Regions from separate parts of the Zea mays genome. Here region 1 is linked to region 2. The links are chromatin contacts, called in public Hi-C maps. All regions are on one chromosome and are shown on one strand. The core of a region is the stretch at or near the end of the contact, and the rest is flanking DNA. Distances in the headings are between cores, read along the strand shown. Region 1 holds the start of LOC100383537 (Leucine-rich repeat (LRR) family protein). Region 2 holds the start of LOC100276328.

What was found. A called contact is a pair of places that touch in the nucleus more often than the background predicts.
Region 1: a contact with region 2 is called in a Hi-C map of root tip, with 4 times the contacts expected there. The contact joins the promoter of LOC100383537 here to the promoter of LOC100276328 in region 2. A contact is called at or near these places in 4 of 25 Hi-C or Micro-C datasets (leaf, root tip and tassel).

What each region holds. Positions count from the first base shown.
Region 1 is chr6:156,684,942-156,687,886 of Zm-B73-REFERENCE-NAM-5.0, reverse strand. It overlaps LOC100383537 (Leucine-rich repeat (LRR) family protein), which reads left to right and starts at 1,683. Exons shown (of 1, transcript NM_001176185.1): 1 at 1,683-2,945. The coding sequence starts at 2,350.
Region 2 is chr6:156,467,203-156,469,990 of Zm-B73-REFERENCE-NAM-5.0, reverse strand. LOC100276328 reads left to right here and starts at 1,525. Exons shown (of 7, transcript NM_001165447.1): 1 at 1,525-1,670; 2 at 1,777-1,847.

The sequences.
Region 1 (2,945 bases), core at 434-2,933, 220 kb before region 2:
TTTGCTATACGGAGTATCCAAAACAATATTTTATAAAGTTCAATCAAACACATTTTAGTCCAGAATACTATAGCATTCTCAAATATCCTAGTATCATGTTGAAACTGTAAATAAACCTCGTTACCAAACAGGCCTTACATTGGACCATGGCCTCAACCTTTGAGTGTGGCCTAACCATATTGTACCTAAGCGTGTCCGAATCCTATCGTATATATATTCCGGCGCTTCATCGATTCCCTTTAGAGTATCAGACCATCTCCAACCATTCTTACCATATTTCTCCTCTTATATGTACTTTCTATTATATTTTACTACACTTAAAAAATACTCCATGTACATTTTGGACGTCCCCAACAATTCTCTCTATCCAGCTCCCCATATACACTATAACTAAGTTATTTCATATTTTTATCATTTTTTGAAGTTTAAAAATTCAAAGAGTATTTGTACTACCATAATACACATTGTTATCACGGTATATAGCTTTAAAAGGATTAACATTGCAAAGAAATGATGTAGTTAATGTATAGAGGGAGATTAGAGCCCCCCTATGTAGGGGGTTTCCTCTTTCCCCCACATGGGGTGTGTAATGGGGAGAACCGTTGGAGCAACAACTCCCCTTAAGTCCATGTTTGGATACCCTCGTATTCACATTAACCCACATATATTCAGGTGGATTGGAGTGAAACTTGAACTAATTTACACCCACCCAATCGACATCAATACATGTAGGTTAAGGTGAACTAGTCTAGAGGCCGACGACGACTGCGGCGCGAGTAAGGGGGAGAGGCGGGAGGTTCTTGTGTGTGAAGAATGAGGAAGCAAATATATCCAAATAATATTAGCCATTGGATTTGAGGATTTGATTAAGTGAGAGTAGGGTTATCCAACGATTTGAATCGTTAGTTTTGAGAGTGCGTTATATATGTGTGCAATTCGTTTGGTGGATTTGGGAGGTATTGGTGTGGGGTGATTTGTTTGGATGGATTTTGGAAAGTTAAAAGTGGTAGATTATATAGGTGTATGTATAGAATAGATCCAAGAGTATTAAATAAAGTCTAAAGTACATTGCATTTAGGGTGGGGGTTGTTGGAGGTGGGCTCACACGACAAAATCTCCGTAGGCCATAGATAGCCCATGCCGAGATGTCTTCTAGCCCCGGAGGCCCGGACGCCAGCTTGGCGAACAGAACGGCAGAGGCGCCAGAGGTGCAATGGGGCCGGGCTCGATGACCGGCCCGTTACGCCCGCGTTGTGCTCCGTTCCCGTCGCAAAACCCCACCGCCACAGGGGTAGATCCACGAGCCCATCGGCGCCCGGCAATGGATGGTGGGTCCGGCGGAGTCCAGGCCCACGCGCATCGTGACCACGGCCGGATCGAAATACGCAAGCATCGCCTACCGCTTCTTGGTTTCTTGTGCCAGAAAGGCTCGCCCTGACCTCCCCTGAGCTGGTCGGTTTGGTGGCCGTCAACTGCCAACCCCACCTGTCATAGTCAGACCCAGGTGCCTCGGCCCCACCCGAGCCTCAGGCTCGGAAAGCCGTTTGCGCCTCCGAGCCTGCCACGCAGCATGAATCCGAGCCCGAAGCCACTAAAGAATTCGGAAGCCCATCAGAAAAACAGAACGAAGCCAATGGAAGGACTGGAGGAGGGGAGTAGCGTGATAGTGATGCCGTAGTGGTCGAGCTCGCGGCGGAGTAGAGACCAGAGAGTGAGAGCGAGCAGAGCAACCAAAGCGTAGGCGACCTCAACGCGAAGCGGAATTGATTGCGCCCACCACCACGTCTTCTCCCCCTCCGTCCGACCCGTCCTCAAGTCACCAGGCCACCATCATTGCCGCCATCGCGCCGCCCGGCCGCGGGAGCCCAGCTACGCATTCATAACTGTTTCTCTCTTGGCTTCTCGGCGAAGTGTTGCGGTTGCGGGTACTGGAGTGCGGAGAGCAGCGCGGCGCGAGGGAGGAAGCCACCACCCACCACCACCTCCATTAAAGGCGCTCACGCGCCGCCTCCGCCTCCGCCTCCGCCTCCACGAGAGAGCTAGGCGAGAGGGGCGTACGAGACCTCAGCTGACTCCTGTCGTCAAGGCCATCGATCTCTCCCCTCACGGGGGCAGCCACGTACAAAGGCAGGCAGCTCGCCAACGCCCAGCACCCTCTCGCCGCGCCACCCCACGCCGTGCGCCTTTAAAGAGAGCGCACGACAAGCTTAAAGGTTCCCACGCCGCCGCTCGCGCTTGTCTTGGCGCCGCGACACAGCTGGTCGGTGCCTTTGATCCGTTCCTTCCTTTTCCAGCTGCAGAGGTGACAGAGTGCCGAGCCGTCGCGCGCGCGAAAGCAGAGGAGCGGCAATGGCAGTGGCCGCGCGGCTCGGCGCCGTCGTGGCGTGCGTCATCTTAGCGGCCGTGGCGGTGGCGCCGCGGCCGGTGGCGGGGATCCTCGACCCGGTCGACTTCCTCGCGCTGCAGGCGGTGCGGCGGTCGCTGGACGACATGCCCGGGTCCGCGTTCTTCGACGGGTGGGACTTCACCGCCGACCCGTGCGGGTTCCCCGGTGTGTTCTGCGACGGGGACCGGGTGGTGGCGCTCGCGCTTGGCGACCCGCGGGCGGGGTCTCCGGGGCTGACGGGGAGGCTGGACCCAGCGCTGGGCCGGCTGTCCGCGCTCACCGAGCTCTCGCTCGTGCCCGGGCGCGTCGAGGGGGAGCTCCCGGCGTCGCTGGCGTCGTGCTCGAACCTCCGCTTCCTGGCCGTCAGCAAGAACCTCCTCTCCGGCCAGATACCGGACGGCTTCAGCGCGCTGTCCAACCTGCGGACGCTCGACGCCAGCTTCAACCAGATCTCCGGCACCATCCCGCCGTCCATCGCCGCGCTGCCGTCGATCACCAACCTCATCCTCTGCCACAACCAGCTTACCGGCGGCGTCCCATCGTTCCCGGACTCGTCCCC
Region 2 (2,788 bases), core at 276-2,775:
AGGTAGCCTTGTAATCATGTGTAATCAAAAGGAACAAAGTAAAAGGATTAAGCTTATGTTGCATGATTCATATATTTTCATATATTCATACATCCTTATTCACTCTAACCTTCTTCTCATTACAAGTAAACCAAGGCAGAAAGAAATCATGGTAATTTAATTGTGTTGTCCTGTTTTTGGTTCTTCGAGGAAATTTAACGGGTGACAAACAATTAAACAATTAGTTAGGGAAGGATGGAAGAAAAAACAAATAGAGGTAAAATTTTCCTTTATAAATTTCTTGTCGATGAGAACATGTTGTATTCAAAACGAAAGGGTGAATATCAGGTTACAATCATGAATATAGACTAGTACAAAGAAACTTCTTATCATGCTTAAATAATCACCGATCTCTATTCGTTTTATTCTCAGTTTAGTGGATTGATGATCGATAATAACAACAAAGGCTAATTTGGATACTCAAACTTCCTCCGAAATTGGAGGGGGTTGAAGAAAAAATATACTAATTTCACTCTCATTTTTCTTCAAAATTGGAGGGGATTAAGGGAAAATGAACCAATTTTCTCCTCAATCCCGGAATTAGCCCTAATAGAAAAGTGAACGTGACCATTAATAAGCTGGCACAAAATAAAATGATTTAGTTACTACTTTTAAACAACTTGTCGTATTAACTTCAGCCCATAGTTTATAATATTATTATAACATCACGTGATATGTCTCGATGAAGAGTTTTTCCCCTTTTCTATTAGAATATAAAATAATATATTTTGAGCTACTTCCTTTGCTCCCAAAGAGTATCACTCTCATTCTTTGAGAAGTCAAATATTTGCAATTTTAATATTTATGATATAAAATTAATATTATTAAATTAGCCGCTGAAAATATCTTTATAAAATATGTATTTAAATGTATAAATATTGGTATTATTTTTATAAATCTAGTTAAATTTAAAACATTTAATCAACGTAAGAGAGATGCAGAGATGCTTCTTGGGGTCTGTTTGGTTCAGCTTTTTTTGACCAGCTTTTCTGAAAATCTGGTTGTAAGGAGAATCTGGCTGTGGGAAGAATCTGATTATCATTACGATTACGTGTGGAGTAAGATAAAGTTGTTCATAGTACTCAGGATCTAGAAAGTGATGGATTCCTACTATTACAACGACTTAACCGATTATGTGTTTATATTGATTTTGGATGGTTTTTGTCCCAACGAATTTTATAGAAGCTGGCTGAAAAGCTAAGCGTTTGGCAGTCCGCAGCAGCTTTTGGTGGCCAGAAGCTGCTAGAAGCCGAAACAAATAGGGCCTTGGTATGTACACCAAACGCTTTCCACGGGCCTGGAAAGTGGGCCAAGCGGTACTGGACGGCTTTCCACGGATATGATAAGTGGGCCCGGACTGCTGAACTGGACCTGGACGGATTCACCGTTGGGCTGGTCTGCCACGGAGTTTAAAAAGCCTTGATGTGTCCGTCTCCGTCATGAAGACAAACATTCACCGAGCCGACCGTTGCCTTCCCCCCAACTCCCAGCCCCAGCGTCAACTGACTACACTCGCTGACTCGCTCCCCCGGTTCCCCTTCTCTGCTCGCCATCTTTTGCTCTCCGCTTGGCTCGTCAATCACCTCCTACGCTCCACACGCCGCCGGCGACTACAACTGCTTCTGCCGTGGGTGAGGACCGACCATTCCCATCTATCCCTGTCCCTCTTCCCCTCTCCAAACCTTTTTGACAAACCCTAACTATGGCATGCATTCTTGATTTCGCGGGGATTTTTAGTTACAGAGAAGAAGGGTTTGGGGAGAAGACAACCTAAATCAATTGGATCTGGGAGTATCAGATCTAAAAAGGCATGTGTTCTTTCCTTCACTCCTCTTAAGGGTGTTTGAATGCACGAGCAAATAGTTAGTGGCTAAAATTAGTTGAGATATCCAAACAACCTAGCTAATAGTTCAGCTATTAGCAATTTTTGGTAAATTAGTTAATAGTTAGGTAGCTATTTGTTAGCTAGCTAATTCCACTAACAATTTTTAGCCAACTAACTATTAGTGCATTCAAACACCCCGTTATTTGAGCCCGCTGGTATTTTCTTAGTGCATTATTTCCCTTTTCACAGTTTAATATCTGCTCTAGACATCGATTCCGTGAAATTCTAGGAGATTCGTACACGAATTATATTTGAAATTTAGGACTTTTGTACTTGGTGCAGTGAGAAGTTAGATATTCTATCGAATTAGGCAAGGACATCAATGTCGAACAGCGAAATTTTAGGCCCCGATAGTTGATGTGGCACTATTTCCAATGCAAACGTTAATAGATTTACAATGTAGTGAGCCTCACAGTTGAACCCCATGATTCATAAAACAGTTTCATAGTAAAAGTATCATATGTTGTTTGTGCTTGGGGCGAGCAGCTCACAGGCACTCTACCAATATCAAATAAAAAGCACTTGATGCCTGATAATTTGAGAAAGGTGCATGCTTTTCCATAGAATCATTATTTTCCCTGTTTTCTAGCACTCACAACTTCCTCCTATATTGACTGATACATGTGTCCTCTTCAATTGGCACAGGATTCCATTTCTATTACTTGTAGTCTCTTTCTGTTCTTATATGAGTGGTAACTTGGTTCATGCTAGTATGCTTTGTAAGTTCTGCATTTTGATAATATATTATTATTTGGATCTATCATCTGTCAGATGGAATCGATTTATAATTTGATTATATAATCCTATGACAGTTAGGGAAGCCAAAAGAACATCCTTCCGTTTTTAGTTTGTTATAGGCTATTT